Linked DNA regions of Mus musculus: region 1 is linked to region 2. Evidence: chromatin contacts called from public promoter capture Hi-C data. All regions are on one chromosome and are shown on one strand. Each heading gives the region's core, a stretch centred on a gene start, on an enhancer-like site or on the middle of the called end of the contact. The rest is flanking DNA. Distances are from core to core; before and after follow the strand shown. Region 1 holds the start of Rbm39 (RNA binding motif protein 39). Region 2 holds the start of Asxl1 (additional sex combs like 1).

What was found. Promoter capture Hi-C pulls out the DNA fragments that hold promoters and counts their contacts.
Region 1: a promoter capture Hi-C map of pre-B cells shows a contact between it and region 2, with 4 times the contacts expected there. The contact joins the promoter of Rbm39 here to the promoter of Asxl1 in region 2. A contact is called at or near these places in 1 of 39 promoter capture datasets (pre-B cells), 1 of 115 datasets of contacts at active chromatin or transcription factors (thymic regulatory T cells) and 1 of 9 other capture datasets (liver).

The regions. Positions count from the first base shown.
Region 1 is chr2:156,177,807-156,184,166 of GRCm38.p6, reverse strand. It overlaps Rbm39 (RNA binding motif protein 39), which reads left to right and starts at 3,929. Exons shown (of 17, transcript NM_001291114.1): 1 at 3,929-4,280; 2 at 4,927-4,990. The coding sequence starts at 4,940.
Region 2 is chr2:153,342,227-153,348,037 of GRCm38.p6, reverse strand. It overlaps Asxl1 (additional sex combs like 1), which reads right to left and starts at 2,208. Exons shown (of 13, transcript NM_001039939.2): 1 at 1,648-2,208. The coding sequence starts at 1,704. 2500004C02Rik (RIKEN cDNA 2500004C02 gene) reads left to right here and starts at 2,228. Exons shown (of 2, transcript NR_040318.1): 1 at 2,228-2,417; 2 at 5,174-5,811.

The DNA.
Region 1 (6,360 bases), core at 2,680-5,179, 2.8 Mb before region 2:
TTACGGGTTGTTGTGAATCACCATGGGGTTGGTGGGATTTGAACTCAGGACCTTCAGAAGAGCAGTCAGTGTTCTTACCCGCTGAGCCATCTTGCCAGCCCTCTTCCAATTTCTTTAACATCAATTGGTATTTAAGTTGAGATACTAAAAGAACATTCTCACCAGGCAGTGGTGTCACAGGCCTTTAATCCCAGCACTCGGTAGGTAGAGGCAGGCCGATTTCTGAGTTCAAGGCCAGCCTGGTCTACAAAGTGAGTTCCAGGACAGCCAGGGCTACACAGAGAAACCCTGTCTCAAAAAACCCAAAAACAGAGAAAACAAAACAAAACAAAACAAAAAAACCCTTCAGATCGTGGGCTGGAGAGTTGGCTCAGTGGTTAATCACATGGTAGCTCACAACCATCTGTAACAAGATCTGAAGCCCTCTTCTGGAGTATCTGAAGATAGCTACAGTGTACTTACATATAATAAATAAATCTTTAAAAAAAAAAAAAACAAAACCCTAAACTTCAGATTGTTGCTTTTCCAAGTGCTAGTCCAGCAGGCTTCTCTACCCCTCAGAATGATGCTTACTATGGTGACCAACGAGTTTTAGAGGAAGTGATTTTAGAAGATGACACCAGGTGGCTTGTGTTTATACTCCCAGCATTAGACGGGTAAAGAAGGAAGACTGCCCAGTATTTTAAGGCATGTCTGGCATGCACACTAAGACCTTGACAAAACAAAACAAGACAAAATAAAATAAAAAAAAACCCCAAAATCACCAAATACATAACAACAAATTTAAAAACACACCAAAGTTAAAGCAAAATAAAGTGATGTTTTGGGTTTTTTTTTTTAACGAATTATTTATTTATGTATGTGAGAACACTGTAGCTGTCTTCAGACACACCAGAAGAGGGTGTCAGATCCCATTACAGATGGTTGTAAGCTACCATGAGGTTGCTGGGATTTGAACTCAGTGCTCTTAACCCCTGAACCATGTCCCCAAAGTGATATTTTTTTGATATTTTCTATATGCCAGTTGTTCAGAGATTTTGTATTTCCTCTACTTCTTCTCTCCTAAAAAGTGAATGAATGTTTTATTTATTTATTTATTTATTTATTTATTTATTTATTTATTTATTTATTTATTTTCGAGACAGGGTTTCTCTGTATAGCCCTGGCTGTCCTGGAACTCACTCTGTAGACCAGGCTGGCCTGGAACTCAGAAATCTGCCTGTCCCTGCCTCCAGAGTGCTGGGACTAAAGGTGTGCGCCCGGCTTTTTGTTTTTTGTTTTTGTTTGTTTTTGAGTCAGGATTTCACTAAGTAGCTCATCTTGTAACGGGAACATGAAGTTTAGACCAGGCTGCCTCTGCCTCCCAAGCACTGAGACTAAAGGTATCCACCATCATCTTTGAACTTCGTACAACAATTTAAGGGACTTTCAGTCATCATGTGCCTTGGCCCTTGATTTCTCTTCTACTACCACCCTCATTTTTGTCCTTTGTTTGAGACAGGGTCTTACCCAGCTCAATAGCCCAGGCTAGTATCAAAGTATGTCAGTCAGGTGACCTTGAACTCCTGATCCTCCTATTTCTAGAACATTTGGATCCAGGCTTGCACCTTGGAGTCTGGCTTTAGTAGGTGCTAATATTAAACCTAGAGCTTTGTATCAACTCTATAGACCAGCTATCCTTGAACTCAGAGATCTGCCACCACCCAGCCATAACTTTTCCATCTTTTGAGTAAGACCTGGCTGTCTTGGAACTCCCTCTGTAGATCAGACTGGTCTCAACCCAGAGCTCTGCCTGCCTCTGTCCCCAAGTGCTGGGATTAAAGCATATGTCACCATGCCTGGCCTAAGTCTCAACTTTATTATTACTAACATTTTAATGATTTACTTTTATTTCATATGCATTGACGTTTTGCTTGCATGTATGTCTGTGTCTTGAAGGTGTAGGATCCTTTGGAATTAGAGTTACAATTGTGGACCATCACTGGGTGATGAGAATTGAACCCTGGCTCTCTAAAAGAGCAGCCAGTGCCTCTCACTGCTGAGTTCTCTCTTCAGTCCCCAGTCTAGCTTTTCAAGAACAAATTGTTTAACATACACATACACATTTAACATGCATGTGTTTGGCTTGCATGTAGTCTGTGCACCACCTGCATACCTGATGCCTGTGGAGACCAGAAGGCATCACCAGATCTGCTTAATGTAGTTGTGTGCAGCCAGTGAGTATTGGGAATCAAATCAGTGCTCTTACTCCTTTCTCTCCAGTCCCCCTTCTACCTTTTTCATAGCCTTTTACTGTGTGGCACGCGTTGTCCTTGACTTGGCAGCCCAGGACAGGACTATTAATTAAGGGCTCCTGTAGAGAGATAGAAGACAGAGAGGGGCTTGGTCTGACCTTAGTTAGGCAAGACCACTGCTTATTCAGGGTGAAGGGGCATCCCTGTCACCACTCACCCTATGGTTAACATTCCTATAGAGGAAGACAGGTTGTAGCCCCTTATAGGAGCAGAGAAGTTTCAGTAGTCCACAAGGGAAGTTGGAAAGCCTAATCTTTCAGCAGGAAACTATCAGTGATTTCATGCAGTGTGCCACATCTGAGAGAGAAAGCCAGATCAGCTAAATTTTTTGGAACTCATAAGGCTGACCTCAAATTCACAGAAATCCCCCTGCTTCTGTTTTCTGAGTGCATAACTATAGACAAGCTCTACCAGGCATGCTAGAAAAGTCACCTGCCAACTGTATTACATTGCCAGCCCCAAGAAGTTTCCTGTCATCATTCCACATGCTCTTCCTACTCCTCACGAGCTTTCAGGGAGAGTCCACCTGGACATACATCCCCTGCTAAACTTGGGAATTAGTGAATATTTGCAGTCTTGGCTAGTGTCAAGCTTATCCTTGCTACTAATTATAATATTCCCCCCTTGAGGAGGAATCGGAATATATGGAGAGCTTAATTTACTTGCTCAAGGTCACATTGTTGGAGTGGCTACACCAAGCAAGGTGTGACATTTTGGACCTTTTATACCCTCAATTATTAAGCTGCTGATAGGTTTCCAGACTGGTTTGATATTTTATTTCAAAACGTTTTCTATTATGTAAAAGTGGGAGAAAAAAAAAACCTTCCAATGATCACTCAGCTTCTCTACCACAGAATTAACCACTCCCAAATACACAAAAAGCAAACCAAATAAAATCCAACAAAAATTAAACAAAAGCGGTAAATTCACACAGTCAAAATCCTAGGGAAAAGTGAGGGGACCTTTTAAAGTCACAAACCACCCCGATTCAGAGCCCGACTAAATTCAGGGGTTAGAAAGCTACACACTGCGGTTTCTTCCCAGCCCGGCCACCGCCTCCGGTTTCCAAGGGTGTTGCGAAGCTTCACTATCGAGCCCACATCTAACTGGTGACACCAAACGACAAGAAAATCGTACTTTTTATTCCCATTCCCCTGTGTACAGCTCGTTCTTGTCTGCATGCGTTTTCACCACTGGTGGGTCTGGACACGACTGTCTTAGCCCACAGCCATATGTATTATAATAGGTTGCCTTATGGCGACCTTGACAGCCATCTGTGTGGGAGGGCGGGTGTCCGGGGTGGGGGTCGGCTCTGAGAGGGGAAACCTTCACACCCAGCGAGGAGATGACACCAGCCAGGATGACAGCAACGATGCACCACTCAGCAAGGAATCCTCCCAAAGATTGACAGTCAGGGCACCAACTGTCTTTGCCCGATAGAGGACGCACCCTCGCGAGACTTGGGTGCAGCTCTGGCGGGGGAGTCCGAGAAGCCTTTCGGAATTGGGGGAAGGGAAACTGTGATCATCTGTGGCGCAATCATTGCGCGAGATTGGGCCACGGTCGCCGGGAGCCGCGGTGAGAGATCTCGCGATAGTTCGTGCTTTCCAGTCTGGAACCCGGGGCAGTTTCTCGCGAGAGCCCGTGCTTGCGGCTCCGGGAGACCCCGGGTGTTTGTGTGTGTGTATGTGTTGGTGACTGTGAGTACGGAGGAGCAGCGGCCGCCATTTCAGGGAGCTAGCCGACGCTGTCGCAGGGGTGGATCCTGAGCTGCCGAAGCCGCTGCCCTGCTCTCCGTCGCGGGCTCCTTTAATCCCATTGTTTCTTTTAGATTCGCTTGGGCCTAGACGCCCTCGGGGCCCGATATTCGGGTTGGGCGGTACCGCGGCCTGGGCCTAGTGGCTTAACAGTAGCGACAGCAGCAGCGGCGGCGGCGGCGGCAGCCGACTTCCCGTGGCGAGCACAGGCGCGCGGAAGCCCGCACAGGTACGGGGCGTCGCGGCCGGCGGGGAGTGGGTCGCCTGCCCGAGCTGGGTGCTCCGCGATGCCGAGGCTTTTCGCCGCTTTGCTCGGCGCGCAGAGGGGGAGGGGGCCTTCCCGGTACGGTGGGGTCACCTCTCCTCGGCCGTGCCCTTCATCTCGGGCAAGGACGTCGTGGGCGTTTTTTGGTAGCGGCCGGGACCTCCGTGGGGACCTCGGTCAGATAAAGATCTGTCCTTCCGAGGGCCGGGGCTGGTCGCGACCTCCCAACATGGCGCCCGTGGAACGCCGCCGTGGTACACAACCCCTCCCAGCGGAGGGAGTCTCCCTCCGCCGCTAAAATGGCAGCGCGGGTTTTGTGCGGTGAGGAAGCGCTCCGCTGCATCCTTCCTGGGGGCGCTTTTAGCCGCTCGCGGGCGGGCTTTTGAAATTCGACCTGGAGTCCTGCTCCTGTCTTAGGTACAAGGAACGTGACACTTGGCGTACCCAAGGCAGCCTTGTCTGATGGGCGTCGCACAATTTTAGCCATCGTAGCGCTTTCAAAGGAGTTTTCTCAGGCTTTGAGGATGGGAGATCAAGGGGACATTTTATCTTATTTTATTATTTAGCAGAATTGCAGGTGTACTTACAGGACTGTCTTGTTCTTCCCCAGGCGAGTAGAGAAAATGGCAGACGATATTGATATTGAAGCCATGCTTGAGGCCCCTTACAAGAAGGTGAGAAAACACGCTAGTGAGCTTTAATATATTTCTTAATTTAGCATTATTCACGAAACTACTGCTGAAATGTAAACTAACCTTCCCGGAGCCCTCTTGATTACCTTATCAGAGATGCAATACGTGTAACTTACAAAAGTAAATATATGCTATTGATGTAATAATATTGTGCAGTAGTTTCACTTCAGCGTGATGAATAAATGCCCATCTATCTCTCTTTGTAGACTTGCCTAACGATATCTCACCTCTACTCCCATGAATTCACCTTTGATTCCAGTGTGAACTGTCAATCATAAGGTAGTAATTGAGTGACTTATCGCTGTACCGTGGTCCCCTAGGTAAAATGACTCAACTAAGAATTACCAGCTCCAGTTTGGTATAGCAAAAAGGTGAATGTAGTGGTTTGGGAAAACTGCAGGGGTCCAAGAATAATAAATTACAACCAGTCTCTGGCAAGTAAATCTTAGAAGTCTTGAAAGAAGAAATGGGTGAGATTTAAATTTTATTTTATATAAATAGATATAAGACTGGTGATAGTAAACCTGAATACAGGCAGGTATTGATCTGCTTTTCAGTTAATAATTATTAAGATTCTTGGATCCCTGAATAGAAATTGGCAAAAAAGAGGAAAAAAAACCAAGAAAAAGAACAGAAGAGAGAAAAGAAAAAAAGCAAGAGACAGTATCACAGCTTAGAGTCACTTGATGACTGTTTTACTGCTCTCCATAGTGTTTATTTTTAATTAGGCCCTGCCATAGCTTTTCACACTCAAAACTAGAAAGGAAGTATTTTGGCCAGTAATACAATATGACCCATTTCGGTATCACAGTAAAAGTCAGCACTCTTCATTCTTTGACCAGTTGGTGGTGAAAATAGCAGTGTGCATGCATGCATTGTCACTGGTGTCTCAGACCTTAAGCCTGGTAACTTAGAGATCCTACTATTGGTGATGTGTTCAAACTGTGGAATAAAAACATTGCGCTTAAACCGTTTATAAATAATACATTTGTCTTGGAGTGTAGCACGACCATGTGGTGCCTTTTGGATGAATTCTGATAGCTTTAAATAGTGTAATTTTGTAATGCTAGACTCTTGAAGCCATACTTTCTGTTTTAATGTTTCTTGTCTTAGTTTAACTTGGATATAATTCCATGTAAACAGGTATGGAAGTAGGAAATGTTTAGGCTGGACTGGTGGATTATTAATTAACTTTTCTTGGGTTCTTGGGAGTCAACATTACTAAAGCAGTGTGAATCCCTGTTTGCTTCAGGGCGAGATGTGTGACAGAGGTGGCATCAAGCTCTTACAGTCCCAACCCTCCAACGGAAATGGGCGAAGATCTCAGGAATGGCATCGGTCACAGGAAATCG
Region 2 (5,811 bases), core at 959-3,458:
CTAACAAGTAGGGTTCTGGCAAGCAAATATTCCTTGGGTGCCCAGAGTCATAAACACCTGCACACAGAAACTTAGAACTTCAATGGTCAAGATCCAACAACTTCCATGATAAAATAAAAAAACCTACATTTTAGCTTTCTCCTAAGCTCCTTCAGACTTAAATTTATTAAGAGAAGCATGAAGAAATCATTAAGTTCCAAAAATCATAAATACTAGGCAAAGTTCTAGTTTTGATTGAATCACAGAAGGAAAAATACACCACCTCGGAGTTTCAATTTTCATATGCCAAGCAAAAAATAAACTACATCTTTCACACAAACAATCCCTGTTTCTGTTCCCAGGGTAACAGGAGAAGAGCGATGATCAGGAATACCAGTGGAAATTCTCTGGTAGCTCAAACAGCCATGGGTAAATGAATAACCGGCTTTCACAGACTCTAAAAAAAAAAAGGGTTCACTCTAGATCTTTATCAACCTCCAACACTTTTGAGGCAGACAGAACTCACTTTCCAGTAAAAGGAACGGCTAGAAGAAAGCTGAGCTTCACTCCACCATTAAAACTAAATTATAACAATTACATATAAAATACAGGGCGTCAACACAAAAGCAGGATGCACCCATAACCCTGCACTGTGGCAGTCTGAGGAAGTGACATCTCCGAGAAAAGTATAAACCATTAGAATTGTCACCAGCAACATTTCATAAGAACATGCCTCCGGTCTTTTGGCTTTGTATTTTGAGTCCAAAAGAAAGCTATCGCACAAGTCTACTGAAGCTTGGGAAACAGAAAAGCCACAAATCCTCTGGGCAGGTAGCGAGCTCAAAAACCTATTTACTTTTTTTTTTTTTTAACTAAACCCTCAGAAGGGAAGCCTCAAACAGATACACATTCTTGGCAAAGTGTATTCTGCTCCTCTGCAAACTGCCTACCCCCCATTGTAGTCACAGGGCTCAGTGTGATTTAAATATTCGAGGGTCACCGGCATAACAATCGCTTAAGCAGCTGCCTAAAGTACTGTTTCTCAGAGGAATCTCGAGTTCAGTGTGTTTAAAATGAGCCCTAGTGCCAATGTTTGAAACAAAGTCCCCAGGTATGCTCCCACCGGGCACTCTAGTAGTTTGAGAACCACTACTCAGGGTTCACATCGGTCCTTAGCGACTGCTTTCCGACACACACCTGGTTTAAATTGCCAACGCTCTAAATGCTTCTCGCGTCCTTGAAACCAGGGGCACTTTTCCCACCCCTACGGTGTCTTAGTGACCCACACACCTCTGCCCACGAAGAAGTCCGGGGAAGCACTTCCGACCTTTCCCGGAAACCTAACTCCCCGCAGAAGAATAAACGGGCGCTTTCCCCGGGACCCCCCGCTGCTGCTGCCAACGTGGGGGGAGGGGAGACTGGCGCCCGGGCGCTCGGAGGGGGGAGGAGCCGCTTGCCAGCTCGCCCCTCCGCAGGAATTCAAGGGGTGGGGGGATGCAGAGAAAAGGCGTCCCAGCCTCCTCGGGCCCGGGACCTCGGGAGCTCCACACCCGGGCGGCCCCGCCCCCTGCTGCGGTGGGCAGGGCCTCGCCCCTCCCCCGCCCGGGGAGCCGCGCGGAGCCCACCCCCTACGCCCCCCGCCGCGGCCCCCCGGGCAGCTCGGCTCACCAGGCGCGCGGCCTCGGCCCACGTGCGCTCCTTCTTCCTCTTCTGTTTGTCCTTCATCCTCCTCCTCCGCGGCGGCGGTGGCGGCTCCACGCGGGTCCTTCGGGCGGGGCGGACTGGGGCGGTGGCGGCGCGGGGCTGGGGCGGAGGCGGCGGCAGCGGCGGGGGGCGCGTGGCGGCGGCGGCGCGTGCGAGGGCTCGGGTGCGGCCGGAGAGGGCGGGCGCACCGGGACTGGCTAGAGCGAGACCCCGGCGCGAGGGTGGCGCTGGGGGGAGGGGCGGCGGCGGCTCCACGCGCCCGCGCTGCGTCAGTCGCCCACGGTGGCAGCGGCAGCGGCAGCCCCGCGATGGCTAAGGAATGCGGCGGCTCCGCATAACCACGGGGTCAGAGGTCACGGCTCCGGCCTCCGCGTTCCCGCGCTGCTGGGAAACCCAAGAGCGAACTAGTGGCGGGCGGGCCCGGATGGCGAGACGCGGCTTTCCTTTCGACGCTCGGATGCGTGCGTGTCTGCCGTGGGTATGTGTGTGTATGTGTGTGCCCGCGTGTGTGTGAGAGAGAAGAGTGAGGAGGGGGAGTGTGGGTTTTTTTTTTTTTTTTTTGAACAAAAACAAACCGAAAGGGTGGCTGGGATTTGTAGTCCTCACTGGCTTCCTGGCCTACCCCTCTCCGGAAGAAAATGGCTGCCTCAAGTGCTTGGACCACATTTCCCGGAGTGCCCCGGGCTCCTGTTTTCCGCCCACTTTCTTCCGTACCCCGCTGCGCTCCAAGCACGGTAAAGAAGGGGGCGGGAAGTCGGTCAGAAAAAGATGGGGCGGGGTCTCGCGAGGTTCGGGAACTAGCGGAGGCCTGAGGGTTTCTGGGAGGTGGTGCTGGGAAGGGGCGGTGGCTGGACTCCCCCCTGGCCGCGCGCGCGGTTAACCCGTTCAAAGCTTTTTTTTGATTCTGGTGGCGGGTCCAGTGCGGTTTCGGATCTGGAGTTGGTAGTCTGCTACCCTGCTTCCACTGCACCATCCCCCACCGCATACACAGTTCTCTTCTGGACTTCTGGTGGGTGACAAAAAGCAGGACTTTTCTTTTTGGCCCACCCTTAAATGAGTCAACTGGCGCATAGTAATAAGCAAAGAGACACTCATATCAGTAAAACGGTTATTGCACGATTGACCGACTTAGGTGATTAACCCATTTCCTCTTGTAATACCTCTGTGTGTTTGCAGAGAATGCACCTGCAGTTTCCAGCAGCGTTGCCGCCAGGTGAATTTGATGATCCGATAGTAGGTAAACACTGAAGGTCCATCCACAGAAATCTAAATGCACCTGAGTGTATATTTAGACGCAGTTGCCCGGAGAGAGGTCAAGTCCTAATGTCAGCCAACCTAGATTTAGAATCCTAGTTGTGACTCCTTGACTACTCCTAACCCCGCTGAGCCTGTTTGATCAATGTTAGCATAGTATCCCACAACCTTGATGGGGTACAAATTAGCATGAAGTATCTAGAAGATGGGAGAGAATGTGGAAGATCCTGATATTAGGCTCATGTAATTTGGCTTCTGCTGTAGAATAAATGAGAGCTGTTATTACTACACAGTGGGCAATGGAGCCTCTGTTCCTTGATTGCAGTGACAGGATGATAAGGTTTGAAGCACCCAGAACATTATTTTTCTGTGTTTGTTGGCCCAAAGTACAGAAACATCTCTACAGTCTTGAACTGGATTGATGGCCAGGTTTTACAGTTTTTGAAAGGTTTATGTGGGTAAAAAAACACCCTGTACTCTTGTGGTGTTAGTACACAGGCAGCCAGTGCTGAGACGAAGAAATCACCCAGCAGTCCAACCCTTGTACCTAAAGGACTCAGCGGTCCTTATTAGTGCTCACCCAAGACTCAAATTCAATAAACAGAAACACTCTTCTCATTTCATCCCAAAAGCGAGGGGAGAACTACATCTAAAATTATTTTATTGTTATTGTTTTTGACATTTTAGGTTTTGTTTTTGAGACAGACACCTGACTGGCCTGGAACTCACTGTGTAGACCAGGTTAGCTCTGGACTCAGATCCACCTGCCACTGCCTTCCAAGTGCTGGGATTAAATTAGGTGTATATTAGGACTCTGTTGGTGGGGAGAGAGTTGAACTGAGGACCTCCCACAATCCCTGAGCATATCCTAACACCATTTCACTATTTTTTTATTTTGAAACAAAAACTCACAATATGGACAGGCTGGCGTCAATGGGCTTCTATTGTCTTACCTCTGCCTCCCATTAATACATGTGAGATTAAAATGCATGCCCCACTAACCCTGGCCTTTGGTAGTTTTGCTTATAGTTTTTCAATCTGCAGCTGAGACAATCACCTCTGAGAGGATAGTGGTTCAGATGTTTTGAATTGATCCATAGCTCCAACAAAGCCACACACTTGGAAGGGTTGAATAGGGAAGACTGTAAAATGCAGGCTTTGTGTTTTGTTGTGTTGGGACTTGGGCTCAAGATGCATGGTAGATGCTTTACCACTGTCCTACCTTTCAAGCCCTTTATGTTTTGGGACAAGTTCTTATTAAGTATTGCAGGTTGGCTTGACCCATGGGTGGGGACCCAGAACTCCATTACACTCATTGGAAAAAGGAGCTTTGCAGATCAATTTTAGACCTTAGGAAGATCATCCTAGACTTCTGAGTGGGCCACGTGGGTCCCAGAAAGTATAGGTGTTTTGGAAATGTGAAGCAATTCAGTTTGCTGTTACTGGCTTTGAAGTAGCAGAAAGCAAAGGAATGTAAGCAGCATCAGGACTAAACCTGCCAACAGCAGTGAGGAATTAGGGACCTTAGTCATTCAACCCAGTGGAGCTGAACTCTGACAGTGCAGATGAACTCAGAAACAAGAGTTTCCAGAAAAGAAAATACATACCTTGACTTCAGCCTCAGATTAGAGCAGGGAACCACTGAAACCCACTCAGTATGTGGACTCCTGGCCCAGGAAGCAACAGGCTTTTCTCAGTGTGCTTTAAGCTCCTATTGCTTTAACTTGTTACAGCCAATAAAGCCCAATGCAAACATTGTGTCAGACCTTTTCAGTTTGTATCAGCAAGCAGTTGCCTAGTTTTCACAAGTGGTACAGGCTGTGGGAAGATCACATGAATATTTCAAGATCTCTACCCTTGGAGAATCAAATTAGTGACAATAGCCTCATTAAGCATGAAGAGAAAGTAGTACTTCCAGAGGTCTGTATAAGGTACGTGTTGGAAATGGGTGAGACAGCTCATGTCTAATTTCATCACTTGGGAGATGAAAGCAGGAAGATTTTAAGCTCAAAGGCAGCCTGGGCTCCATATTTTGAAGCCAATCTAAGAGACTCTACCAAAGAAAGGAGAGGGAAATATTTGAAAATTAGATTTGGTTATTAAGCCTTAAGAGGTTTTGGTGGTGTTTTTTTTTTTTTCCTAATTAACAAGAATCACAAGTTTGTCAGAAGCAGCAAGCATATACATGCTTTTAGTGTGATTTAACGTTGTTTTTATCACTGTGCTTTTATTACAGGTGACCTTTGAAAGTTAACAGGGGTGCCATGGGCTGAGTAAGATAAACGGAACTGCTGTTCAACCCCGCCCAGTCTGGGGATGAGTCATTGTTTTCAAATTTATGAACAAAGCACACAAATTAAGAATAATACAAGCAAGAAACAGCAGAGAGACACAAAAGGACATAGAATCCCTGATCCTCACTGTGATCTGGTAACACTAGTTCTAGGGCTGGAGAGAGAGATGCTCAGGGCAAGTGCTCTTACAGAGAACATGAGTTCAATTCCCAGAACCCACATGGTACCTCACAACTGCCTATTTCATACATGTGGGGCAGAACACCGATACACATACTTTTTTTTTTAAGAATTGAAAAAAAAAAAAAATTGGTTCTGGACTCCAGTGGGTCTGAGTTTGAAACCGTAGCTGTTCTCCAGTTGTGTGGCCTTGAATAAGTTATGCAACTTCATCAACCAAGCACTGTCATTGGACAGCAGAGAATATGACAAAAGTCAACGGGCGATCTGAACAAGTGGCACATGCTTGCATACTTGGATGACACAGTTCGAGAAGCACTTGAACCCTGAAGTTTACAAACAGCCTCGATAACACAGGAAGACCCCATCTCAGAAGAATAGATGAGATCACTATTTCTCA